Linked DNA regions of Mus musculus: region 1 is linked to region 2. Evidence: chromatin contacts called from public promoter capture Hi-C data. All regions are on one chromosome and are shown on one strand. Each heading gives the region's core, a stretch centred on a gene start, on an enhancer-like site or on the middle of the called end of the contact. The rest is flanking DNA. Distances are from core to core; before and after follow the strand shown.

Evidence for each region. Promoter capture Hi-C pulls out the DNA fragments that hold promoters and counts their contacts.
Region 1: a contact with region 2 is called in a promoter capture Hi-C map of embryonic stem cells, with 8 times the contacts expected there. The contact joins the promoter of Kcna2 here to the promoter of Kcnd3os in region 2. A contact is called at or near these places in 3 of 39 promoter capture datasets (embryonic stem cells, hematopoietic stem and progenitor cells and liver) and 1 of 115 datasets of contacts at active chromatin or transcription factors (embryonic stem cells).

Annotation. Positions count from the first base shown.
Region 1 is chr3:107,099,910-107,106,657 of GRCm38.p6, reverse strand. It overlaps Kcna2 (potassium voltage-gated channel, shaker-related subfamily, member 2), which reads right to left and starts at 5,091. Exons shown (of 3, transcript NM_008417.5): 1 at 4,899-5,091; 2 at 3,147-3,474; 3 at 1-2,713. The coding sequence starts at 2,553. The coding sequence ends at 1,054.
Region 2 is chr3:105,449,869-105,456,072 of GRCm38.p6, reverse strand. Kcnd3os (potassium voltage-gated channel, Shal-related family, member 3, opposite strand) reads left to right here and starts at 3,118. Exons shown (of 4, transcript NR_040759.1): 1 at 3,118-3,520; 2 at 4,403-4,558; 3 at 4,645-4,944. It overlaps Kcnd3 (potassium voltage-gated channel, Shal-related family, member 3), which reads right to left and starts at 4,183. Exons shown (of 8, transcript NM_019931.2): 1 at 3,356-4,183.

The DNA of each region.
Region 1 (6,748 bases), core at 3,842-6,341, 1.6 Mb before region 2:
TGTTTTACCCTGATGAAGGGCTTTTGCCTTTTGATGTGAAAAACCCCTGTTCAATACCATCCCAAGGCTATTAATACTCTAAGTAGGAATACTGTATCGGCTACTAGGAAAATAGGTTATCTCCTGTGTTTTAAATATTGAGATTCATGCAGTGAACACCCATGCAGTTCTATTGCATGACTGGTATACTCCACTGCAGTGTCAGTGGAGCTGGGCCACACCACCAGGAAAGCAGATGTCTTGCAAACTCCAGAGTAAAAGAAGAAATCAAACACATTCGGTGACCCTGAAGCTTGCAAAATGGTATCTGAAGCTGAGAAGTCCCTGAATTAGGTAGCTTCTCCCCATAGGCCTAAGGGAACAAATGTGAAACTTGGCAATTCATATTTGGTCATATTAACTGTCCCTCCCCCACCCCCCTGGGCTTCCCTCACATCGACACTGCAGAGAAAAAGCAGAATGCAGCATTTTTCCGTTACGAAACATAAGCCTCCGGAGCATCTAGTTGGCAACTGCAATTCACAAACCCCAGCCTGTGACACAGAAAGTAGTTCCAACACACAGGACTGTGTGTTCTTCTCAACACAAAACCGAGAATGACCTTTGAGTAGTCACCAGACTTTAGAACTAAGCCACAATGGTATGTTCCTCTGTGAAGGGGCAGATGGGCTGAAATAGGGTGGTAGGGGTGGGGTGGAGGGAATGCACCTCCCAGGTGTGCTCATGTTTAGGTAGGAAGATAGGATAGTGTTGCTATGGTAGGTTGTGTGTGGGTGTGAGGGGGCTGCATTGTGCCTTTCTGAGATGCTGGCTCCATGGGTGACTCTCCTCTTTGGAAACCTGTAAGTCGGTGATGAAGATTTCATGAAAGCCATGATAAATATTCTGTGTTCTAAATCAAAAATCAAAAGATCAAAAGTCACTTGCACGAACTATTGCTTTCCATGCAGAACCAGATGCTGTAGAACACTGTAGAACACTGACTACAATGCAGGCTATTATGCAACATCTGCATCAGTCCTGTTGAGCTGTGAGTACATTAGTAGGCTTCAATCAGACATCAGTTAACATTTTGGTAATATTCACATAGTTTGTGTTAGCCAAGGTACAGTTGGCTGTTTTTAAGTTCTCCTCTCTAAAGTCCTCATTGCTGTTGTTAACTCCCTCCTGTATCTCCATGTAATCAGACTTACTTATGGTAGAGGCACTTCTACTTTTCTTTAGGTCAGGGGAGGACGGGATCTTTGGACAGCTTGTCACTTGCAAGTACTGGGCCTGCTCCTCTCCCTCTGTCTCCCGGTGGTAGAAGTAGTTGAAATTAGACACTATGACAGGGACTGGTAAGGCAATGGTTAACACACCTGCAATTGCACACAGAGAACCCACTATCTTCCCCCCAATGGTAGTTGGAACCATGTCTCCATAGCCTACAGTTGTCATGGAGACGACTGCCCACCAGAAAGCATCCGGGATGCTGGGGAACTGGGAATCTCTCTCATCAGCTTCTGCAAAATAGACAGCACTAGAGAAGAGGATGACCCCAATGAAGAGGAAGAATATCAGGAGGCCCAATTCCCTCATGCTAGCTTTGAGGGTCTGACCTAGAATCTGTAGACCTTTGGAGTGTCTGGACAACTTGAAAATCCTAAAGACTCTTACCAACCGGATGACACGGAGAATGGCCAGTGACATGGCCTGCTGGCCTTGCTGGGCGTCCTCTGGCTTCTCAGCTAACTCTGTCCCCAGGGTGATAAAGTAAGGGATGATAGCCACAATGTCAATGATGTTCATGATGTTGGTGAAGAAGCCAGCTTTGCTGGGACAGGCAAAGAATCTAACCAGAAACTCAAAGGAGAACCAGATGATGCAGAGAGTCTCTACAATGAAGAAAGGGTCGGTGAAGGAGGTGGACTGCTGGTACCCGATGGTGCTGTTGGAATAGGTGTGGAAGGTCACCCCGCCACCATGCATGTCCTCATTCTCATCCCGGAAGATGGGCAAGGTTTCCAGACAGAAGCTGACGATGGAGATCAGAATGACCATCACAGATACAATGGCTATAATCCTGGCAGGCCCTGAGCTCTCAGGGTATTCAAAGAGAAGCCACACCTGTCTCTGAAACTCATTTTCAGGCAGAGGACGCTCTTCTTCCTTGATGTAGCCTTCATCCTCCCGAAACATCTCCATTGCTTCTTCTCCTAGCTCATAAAACCGGATTTCTTCCGAGAAGATATCTAAGGGCACGTTCACAGGTCGCCTCAACCTGCCCCCAGACTGATAGTAGTACAAAATGGCATCAAAGCTAGGGCGGTTGCGATCAAAAAAGTACTCATTTCGGAGGGGATCGAAGTACCTCATCCGTTTCTTGGGGTCCCCTAAGAGGGTCTCTGGGAACTGGGCTAAGGTCTTTAGCTGAGTTTCGAACCGCAGGCCTGAGATGTTGATGACCACTCTCTCACAGCATTCATGGTCTGCCTCTGGGTCATAGGTGTCTTGTGGGTGCCCAGGGAGGGCAGCAGCCTCGTCCACTGGGTCTCCGGTAGCCACTGTCATAATTGGGGCTGAGAAGTGTGCTTTACTTTAATGCCTTCCAGCTGCCTGCAGCAGGGAACTCGGTGCTGATAACGGCCCCAGGAAACACAGAAGCATAAGTCTGAGCTTCTGCAGGAAAGCCCCAGAGCCCTTTGTGAGTTGGAGACACAGCCCCACTCGGCTGAAAGACAGAGGCAGGTAAGGACATGAGATCACCAGTCATTGGCAACCTGACAGGAGGTGCACTTGATGTCCCCAAGAGTTCAGAAACATGACTGTACCATCACTTCTGCCACTAAAACTATTATCACCTTGTCACTTGTCTAGGGGTCAGTAGGGTTCAGGGAACAAACAATCTTTCAAGGAAGCTATAGAATGGCCTGCGCTAGGGGCAGGCGGCTGAGACAGGATCTTGGGTACCACACACATGCTGGGGACATAGCTGCACAGGAGGAGTGGAGAAGGGAGCCCTCTGCCAGGCACTGTGCTAATGTTTTGGCAATACCTGCACCAAAGGAGGTATTCATGGTAGGGTGTTTGGGACCTGGGCCTTGGTCACTGATGCCACCCCCATTGCCTCTATATGACTGCTACTAAGTGATTGTTTGATTTACCTGGCCAGGCAGGAGCCTGAGGTACTCTTCTTCGAAGAGCAGATCTGATGGCACAGATACACAAATAGGCAGCTCAGTCCCCGTCACATCTTCTCACTTGAGCTGGAAATAATGGTGAGTCATTCTGAGCAGGAGGGCAGGTCCTGGAGGTGTGCTCTAGGACTGGATGGGGCTCGAGGGACAGTGAGATGCTTGGCCAGGGGCGCGCACCACGACTTGAGGAGGAGAGTGGAGCTTGGGTCTGAAGCCTTTGGAAGGAAGGAGGCAAGATGCACAGCTCAGCAAAAGCCTGAGTCCTCCTGGCTGTCCTCCGGAGGTGTGACGTTGCCTGGAAAACACAGCAGCAAGGTGGGACCAAGGCTTCCAGGCAGCTGAGACCAAGACTTTTAAGGGCTCTGGCAGATCCCCTCAGGGCAAGTGACAAGCCCCCACATCTACTTTCCATGACACTTGTGAATGAGATCCACCACAGGAGCCTTTTCCTAACCTCTCCTGGATAACCATAAGCTTTCCCTTCCCATCAGCTTGAAGCACTTTCTCCCTAGACCTCAGTTGCCAACAGAAGCGACCCAGCTTTCTTGGTGTCAGAAGACATATCTCCCAAGAGGGAGGGTTTTCCTCTCTGACCTTAGCCATGTCCTGGTAAAGAAGCAATCCTTCCTCCACAACACACACTCCTTCCCAGCTAGAGAGGTCCCACAAGCAGCAAGATTGCCTCTGTAGAATGCCTAATAGAAGGGGTCGCTTGAACTTACTCTCCCTCCAGGATCCCTGGGCCTCAGGCCTTGCTCTGGGTTGGGTGGCATTTGAGCTGGGCAAGCACTCGACCACCGATTTCTTCCCAAGAGAAAATCCCTCACATCTCGGCAGGGAAGCACAGAACAAACGCTCAAGCTGCCTGACTGCGGGGCGGATTGGCTTCACATAGAGGGGGAGCCTAGAGAAAGCTGGCTTCCGGGCTGGCCCCCCGCCGACCCAATCCCGCTGGCCCCAGAGCCGGGGAGGGGTCTGGGCCCTCTCCCATCGCCCGGGGTTCCAGCCGGGATTCCGCCGGGCGCGCTCCCGCCGGAATCCGCTGGGCTGACCGGAGCCCACAGCCGCCGGACCGCTAGAGTGTGCCACCTTAACCCCTTCCTGCGCAGTGCGGTGGGCTCCCGCTGCGGGCCGGAGGGCAGCCTAGCTGGTGCCTGCGAGGTCCAGCCGAGGGACCACCAAGACTCCATCTCCACCTGAAACACAGGAGCCCGAACTCTGAGGGTGCAGAGCAGGCGTCGCCAGGCAGCTGCTCCAGATCTAGCTTCCTTTTAGGCTGGAGAGCTTCACGGCAGCCCACCACCCCGGCCAAGTGGAAAAAACAAGAGACTGCAGAGAAGCCCATTTTACTCCGTTGCCGAGAGGCAAATGCAACCAGGAGGACCCAAGTGACTCGGGTCCTACCCACCCACTATTTACCAGCGGTGGCTATGCAGTCAGCTGCACTTCCCATCACCCGCCAGCTCCAATCTGCGCCCTCCGCCCTATGTCACGCACAGACCACAGGGTCCCCGAGCCCATTCCATGCACTCTTCTGCAGGAACAAGTCTCCCCCTTAAGTCCCACGCAGCCGGTGCGGATCCACAGCCCTTCAGGCCGACATCAAGGGTCGGCACCACCTCGCCCACCCAGACTACCGTGGTACCCTGCAGCCCCTATGGGCGCTGCAGCCGGTCAGGGATGGCAGCATGCGCAGCAGAATGCCGGACACTGATTTACCCTTGCAGATGGGTACCAGAGCCTCCATGTTCCTGGGTGGCAGCCAGCACAGGCAGAACCCGGACAGCGGGCGGTGGCGGTGGTGGCGGCGGGGTGCGGGCGGCCAGCCGGGAGCCGACTCTGCAGTCCCGCGGGCGGCGCGTACGGAGCGCCCGGCCGCCGCCCGCAGCCGCACCGCGCCGCACCGCGCCACGCAGCGCCGCACCTGGCCCCGCAGCGAACTCGAATTAAAGGGGCCGGCTGGGGCAGAGCTAGCGAGGTGTGTCGCTCGCCGCCGCCGCCAAGCTGGCCACTGGGTTAGATCCCTGTGTCCCGGACCCCCACCGCAAAGAAAACACCCCATTCTTTGACAAAACCTAGCTTACCAAACAAAACTCCGCGCAGAGCTCAGCTGGGTACTGCCTGGGTCGGGAGACAGGGGAGAGGGTAGAAGTTGAGGAGCGCTTGAGAGGTTCTTGCCAACATAATGAAGTAGGCAGGATGAACTGATCAATACCATCCCAGGCCCGAGCGCGAGCCAGCCCCGAGGGAGATGTGTTGCTATTATTAAGATGCTGCCAGACAGAATCTGCAGACCCCAGTCCCCCCACTCCTGCCTTCTGCTTCTGCATCCCCGTTTCCTTCAGTACTCCTGAGCCCCACCTCTCTCTTACCCAGCACAGACTCGGTTTCCCAGGACAATACAGCAGGTGAGGGCCTGGCCTCAGTGTAGCAGAAACTCACTGCTGTCTTTGCCCCCCACGGGGTGGGGGTTGGGGGGAACTGCAGAACAACAGAACTGCAGGACTGGCTTCTAGCCTTTCTGACTTCCTTTCCCCAGGGCTCTGGACAGAGAGGGCGGAGGGACACACAGTTGCCCTTGGGAGAGCAGGCTCCTTACAAAAGCCCTTTCACAGATCTTAACACCACCAGCTGGCCCACGATCTCACCGTGGGGGTGCATGGTAGAGCAGGATATGCCCTTTGCCTCGGAAATAATTTGTATAGGAAGTTCTTGGCTTAGGTTGGGGATAGGAGTGTTTTAGGGGGTCCAGATTGGCTTGCAAACCTTGCAAAAGCTCCAAGCCTTCACTAGTACAGTTCTGCAGGCCCCCTGTCAGAACCGCCTACACGGATACTCCACAGAGGGACTCATTGAAATGAACTTCTGAGCTCTGATGTTCAGAGGGGCTCTGGTGTGTGAAAGACTCTTCCCTGGCCCTTTCTGCTAAGACAGTTCTCTTTATGCAAGTATCAGAAACTCTGAAAGCCTGCTTCCCTGCAAGGGAAGGTTCTAAGAGATTCGGCCATTTCCCAGTGGGAGCCTATAAGGTGGGTGAAAGATTGGACCCTACCTAGAGCTACAAAGCTAGAAGGCTTTGGTGGGCTTAGAGGGAAATCAATGTCTTGTAAGACCAGACTCGTTTGGCTTCTGGCTCCTGGAAGATTGGCTATGAAGATCGGTTGTCAATGCAGGATCCAGAGTCTAGCCTGGGTGTTTCACTTGCCAAATTCAAACTTCAATTTCTGTCAAGTTATTGGATAAGTAAATTTGCTGCAGAAGAAGCAACCTGTCAGTGGTAAACTGTGCATGAAGAGTTTATCTCTAACAATCACCTAAAAAACAATGGTTTCTGGTGCCCTGTCTGCTCTCAGATCTCTTAGGCTTCCGTTTGTGTTTCTCTTTGTACCTAACCACTGGGCTGTGTTTCTTATTCATCCTGCTTTCTACCGTAGTCTCAGCTATTCAGCAGAAACAACCTACAGTGCTCAGCTATGTACTCCTTCTGGATGGTTCCCCTGAGGGTCTCTGTTTCTCCCATTTGTCATGCTTATGTCCACTAAAGAGTATGCCTATAGTTTCATTGTCTT
Region 2 (6,204 bases), core at 1,869-4,368:
CAAGGGGCGGGGGGTCTGGGAAACAAACAGCCATACACTAGGTATAGATCACTTCAATTCTGACTCAAATCATGTTTCCTGAGCACTGACAAAGCTCTGGGCATTGTCCAAGGCACGTTTGCATATCACAAAACATTAATTTATTTCCCAGAAAAAAAATCCTATGATGTTTCTACCTATTGGTGACAGGAAAAAAACAAAAACAAAAAAACAAAAAACTGCCCAAGCCTTAGAAGGTTCCTTCGAAGTGGCTAAGTCAATATATATGGACATTTTTCAACTCAGACCTTGTCTGACTCACTGCCAATGGCTTTCCTGAACTAGGTGCAGCCCAATCCTGATGCTCCCACGGAAGCAGGAAGCTGAGAGCACGGGCTCTGGGGACCCTTCAGTCTGTTTTGGTACTATCTATCCTGAACTTTTGGAAGCAAGCCACTGCTAACTTACTGGGTTGCAGAATCCTCATCTGTAAAATGAAGGAGCTAGGAAAGAAAGTGACAGAGAAGAAAGTGACAGAGGACCCATTGGTTCTAGTCATTCTCCTGGATCCAGGACACAGAGACCACAGCTCCAGTCTCTCCGAAACTGCCTTGTGATGGCTGCCCATGCAGAGCGGGAAGTGGAGCATCTGGGTTGGTTGCTGTGGGGATACAATTAGCCTGAGCCTCATCTCAGCAGAGGGAGTTCTGGGAATTCCTGATGAGGCTGGTGCCCAGAACAGGGCACACAACCTGCATCACTTGGAACCCAAAGCAATCTAAGGTTCAGCCTACCCACAGAAACCCACTCACCCTCCTAGAAAAGAAAAGAACTGGGCCTCCAGCCCCTCCTGGCCCTTTGACTCATGACCCCTAATACCTCTGCTGTATCTAAGATGGGCGCTGGCAGGGGTTCAAATGGCAAAGATTAAGAGACTGCTGAATCAGGACCTACTCGGGAAGAGCCTTGTTAGCCAGACACATGGCTCCGAGAAGACAATGCCCTTCTCTCCTGTCAGTCTCCCAGTACTGCCCCTTGGACTCTGGGATCCCATTGCCAGCTGCCTGACTTTGCAAGCTGAGCTCCATGCCCTCAGCTCCAACTCTGAGTCAACTCTTCTAAGGCCATGAGCAATTCACAAACTGCTTTCTGATGGGTAATTGAAAGCTCAGAGCGAGGCAACGTTAATCCTCTCCCTATCTATCCTAAAGTCTCTTGTCCCAAGGGCAAACTTTTACCCTGTACAATAATCCAGGGCAGTCTTTTTTCAAGAAGGCCCATGCAAGTACCAGATCATCTCCGGAGATTCAGAACCTATCGTTCAGGTTTAGAGTGCCAAGAAAATAGCAATTACCCCTTTACTGCTTTCTGTGCACATGTGCATATGTGCATACATGGACATACATGTACACACCTCGGTTTGGAAGAGGACTATCGTCTATCAGACAACAACCTCAAGTCCATACCAGCCACGCCCACCCAACAACCCTGCAGGGATGACCTGGCTTAAACAGGACTTTTACAGGTTCCTGCTGCAACACTCACCCCTAACAGCACCAGTGCCTCTCAGAGCTGGCCTGGGTATGAACCCTGCAACAGGCGCTATAGTGCGGCCCCATTTCCAGCCAATGGCACCGCATACGCCTCCCATACCACGGCTTTACTAGGACATGGGTGCTTTACAAATGAAAACTCTGAAGCTATTTTTGTTTGTGGCAAAAGAGTTTGACAGTAGGAAAGATTTGGCTGTGGGGTGAGGTAGGGATGCAGGAGGGAGAGAGATTAAAACCAGGTAAATGCAGAAATGACAAACATGAAAAAATCCTGAAAAAGAAAAAGAGAACACTTTCTCCTGCTGTAAAAAGTCAGCTGCCTGCTAAGCAACGTCTATTTTAGAAGCAGAGGGTCAAAAAAAAAAAAAAAAAAAAAGGCAGACCTCCTGTCCTGGGGGGTTGACACTTCCATTTCACCTGAACAGACACAAAGCAGAAAAACAAACAAAAAAAAAAAAGTCACATCACCAAGATCTGCCCTTCAATGACCTCGGAGGAGAGTCCTCAGAAATCAGAGCTGGTCTGGGGAACTGTTTCACGCCCCCAGGGAGTCTGTCCCGTGTCTGCGGGATTTTGTTGGGTATGAAATGAGCATGGGGGCCATGCTGGAGATCCCGTGGGGCACAGGCCTGGGACCTGCAGATCCTCTTCTTTACAGTGCCTCTCCTAGCTCCTAGGATGGCCAGTGCAGTTTCCCCAAACTCTTTCTCCAGCCTCCTCAACGGCAAAAGGAAGCCGCTGTTAATCGTTCTTCCTCTGGAGGTCCCTTGTGTACTTACGTCTTATAGCATTCAAGACGCAACATGGAAAAAAAATAAACACATCAGCTCCTTTCAGTGGGCCGGTATGTGTCCACATGGGGAAATGTACACACGCTTTGCATTGAATGAATGCCCAGAATCCCCCTTCCCCCCGCTTTCCGAGATTAAACCTTCAGGTTCCCTGGAAGTAACAGTAAATAAGGCATCGATTCAAGCATCACCTACATTCATGCATGACCACCCTGTAAAACCTGATTACTGATTGCATTGTGCCGCCTATCACCCCGTGAAAGTTCAGAGGCTCCGTCAAATACACGGAGACTTTCTTTGCCTTGATTTCAGGTCTGGAACCTCTCAGCCTGTTGCTGACTTATCAAGGCTGCCCGGGATAAAAGGAGAACAACGTGGGCTGAATTAAATGCCAGCACTAAGAAAGCACAGGAATCTAGTTGATTTCCAGGTAACTTCTCTGCCCATCCCTAGTGTAAACACTCTGTTAAAACAAATTTGAACCCCCTTCCCTATGGTCTCTCGGGACACTTATGGGACCTTTCCCGGGAAAGAAAAGATGTGCCAGGCAGGACGAGCTGGACCAGCCTCATCCTCTAACAGGCAAACACAGGCTCGCCTGGCTGGAGAACTTTGCAAAGCGCCCCAAACGGCTCCCAGCTTCCACTCTCAGCCATTTCTCTTCTCAGCTCACAAAGAGCGGGGACGGAGCAAACCGTCGCCACCTGCAGCCAGGTCCCGGGGCGCTGCTCCTGGCGCCCGGCGAGGGAAGGCAGGCCAATGGCAAGAGGGCAGAGGTTCACACCCCCACCCCCAAACCTCTCGGCGCCCCAGTGCCCGGAGGTGGCTCTGCAGCCCAGGGAACCGACGCCCCCAGGCCGGCTGCTTGCTCCCCCACGGCCCGGCCCCACCCCCAATCCTTCCGGCGCCCCAGCGCCCACCCACCCGGGCGCGGGAGTGGGAGGGTGCCGCGTGGGCAGCGGGAGCAACAGGCGTGGGAGCAGCGCTCCTCGCACTTGCTGTCTCTGGGAGGCTCGGTCGTTTCCCTCTTACCTTCGCCGAAGCCAGCCCCAGGCCCCGCGCCCCGCGCGCGCGAGGAAGCTGAGGCCAGGGGCCGCCGAGGCGCAGAGCGCCCAGCAGCGCGGGGAAGCGCCCAGCAGCCGCCGCTCGGGCGGCTCCTCCTCGCCGGCGAAGTCTCGCTCGTCCCTCCTTCACTCGGTCGGTTCGTGCGTCGGTCCGTCCGTGGGGCCGTTCCTCCCCCGCTGCCGCCGCCGCCGCCGCCGCCACCGCCACCGCCGCTCCAGCCCGGGCTTGGCAGCGTGTCCCCTCCCCGCCTAGCCGCTCCGCTCTCGGGCTCGTGAGCTCCGGTTCGCTCGTTCCCTGCCCCCGCCGCCGCTGATGCCGGGCAGAGCGGAGCCGGGCCGGCCACGGGCTGCCTCTCCCGAGGAGGCGGTGGGGGCGCGGCGCGGGCGGGGCGGAGAGGAGAGTCCGGGGGAGGCGGCGAGGCTGCGCCCTCCGCTCCCCACCGATCCCCACGGGCCGAGCGGCCCCAGGCCGGGCCCGAGAGAGCAGAGCGGCCAGGCTGCGGAGGGAGCGAGGAGGAGGACCCGGGAGCCTAGCCGCCGGAGGGTGCCCAGGGCGAGGGCGTGCGAGGGGGAGTGACTCTGCGCGAGGGTGTGTGTGTGTGTGTGTGTGTGTGTGTGTGTGTGTGTAGGGCGCGCGCGTGAGTGGGGGGGCTGCAGCGGGGGGGGGGAGGCGGGGAGACTAGGCAGAGCCTGGTGCGTCTCCCCAGGAGAGTGGAGGAATCCTAGGGTGTGCCTGGAGGTGGTAGTGGAGTGTGCGGACGCGAGTGTGAGCGCGTGTGCCGGCGAGGGTGGGCATGGGGCGAGCGTGGCAAGGTGAGCTTGGCTTGGGGGTGGGGGAGGAGCCGGGCGTGCGGCGTGATCGTGAGTTCGGGGGCGTGTGTGGCTGGGGACTTAGGAAGAGGTGGTAGGGAGCGCTGGCGTGTATGCGCGTGGGGTGTGTACACTTAACTGGCTGTCTGTTTCCCATTCACTGTCCACGCGGTAGAGCAACTAACTCCTCTCCTTGGTCACCTAGTGAGGTGCAGCTGGTCGCCGCGCAAGCTTACAGGCTGACCCTGAACAGTCAGGTGTGTTTGCCAAAGCTGGGAAGATCCCACGGAAGACAAACTGCCTTTATCTCCGCGTAAGAGCCACTGTCGTTCAGGAGTGACCTCTGACACATGGCCAGAAGGTCAGGATTCGCTCCAATACCCCACCACGAATACCCAGAATTAAGACTGGGGATTTAGGAACTCTCATTTCTCTATCTTTCCAAAGCGGGCCCAGGCCCTGGATCCTTTCCAGAGCCCAGAGTTATCTATTGCTTAGTACTCGGACCCAGCGTGAGGAGTGGGACAACCACGGGAGCATAGGATCCAGCTGAGAGTCCCAGGACCATCGCGGCAGCAGAGTAGAGCCCAGTCCTGGCTGCTAAGCCAAACCGTGGCCGGCTTTCCCTGTGTCTCCGGCCTGGGTGCTGGGACTCCCGAGCCTGGAGATCGCGAAGCAAGCAGCTTCGTGCCTCTGCCCGGACCGGAACGCCTTGGCTTGAGAGATGGCAGCTCTGAGTATGGAAAGGTGTGTGCTGAAACACAAAAGCAGAGGAAAGAGAAATGTGCGGAGAGGGTGAAGGCGTGAGTCAAGAATAGGGTTTCTGGTTTGTGGCAAACCGATCCTGTTCCAGAAGTGCAAGTCGAGGAGTAGTTATTGAGGTCTCAGCTACTCTGGGCCTCCAGTACTTCTGAGCTTCTTTTTCATAGGCTCACTTACCCTAACCAAAGCTCCTTTAAGTTTGTCAGTATGAAAGGTGTACAATTGGCCCTTCAAGAGGTGGGTGTGGACCCCATTAACATTTGCCCAGAGTCCAAGAACCCCGTGAGATTTGCATACTCATTTGCATACAGTACTAATGATTAACAACACTGCCACTCCCTGGCCAACCCTGGAAGAATTCAGGGAAGGCCCTGGCGAGGATTCTCCCTCCCTCCTCTATTTGGGAGAGGTTTTTGTTGTTGTTGCTACTGCTAGTGGTGGTGGGGTTTTGTTTTGTTTTTTTGTTTTTTAAATCTCAGTTGAATTGACTCCTGAGAGAAGGTTCTCTGTCTCTGAGAAGCCTGGTCCCAGTAGTGACATTTTCCTTTGATCTAACACCTTCTGTCCAGTTTTGGAGCAGTGAAAATATAATATCTTATTTCTGTCGAAGTTTGAATTTCCTGTACGGCATTGCCATTGTTCAGCAACATAAAGGTACTTCCAGGATCGAGCCCCCCAAACTGTCAGGGAGGGAACACCACTAGACTCTTGGAGTGGTCTACTAATGTGACAGCTTGTGGTCTCTGGGACTTTGTAAGCCATTTGTGGAGACAGGACACTCACACCCTGCCCCACATCCTCCAATCCCGATCCTCAGATGCTCATACTTGGCAATCTAAGTGCAGTGCCTGTGAACTGCTCTCTCTCTCTCTTTCTCTCTCTCTCTCTCTCTCTCTCTCTCTTTTTTTTTTTTTTTTTGTCTCCAGTATCTCAAGAAAAGTAAGGGAGACTTGGATTTCTAGTTCAGGCCACTGTGGGTTTTGTTTACAGTTCTCCTTGAGGCTGGATGGTGAGGAGAAAGAAGGTACCTGGCTTAGGTTCAAGCCACTGGAGGAGACACTGTCCAGGAGATGCTGGGTACCCTCCATTTCCTCCTAGAATCTCCCTAGCCATGCCTGTTGACTCCTTCCCCCCTCTGCCTCTGGACCAGCCTGGCCGGGATTTTTCACTTGCTTTTCCCCCATGACGCGGCCGCTTTTCCTTTAACTCTCAGCTTCTATTTAAAAAGCTAATTTGGGAGCCTGT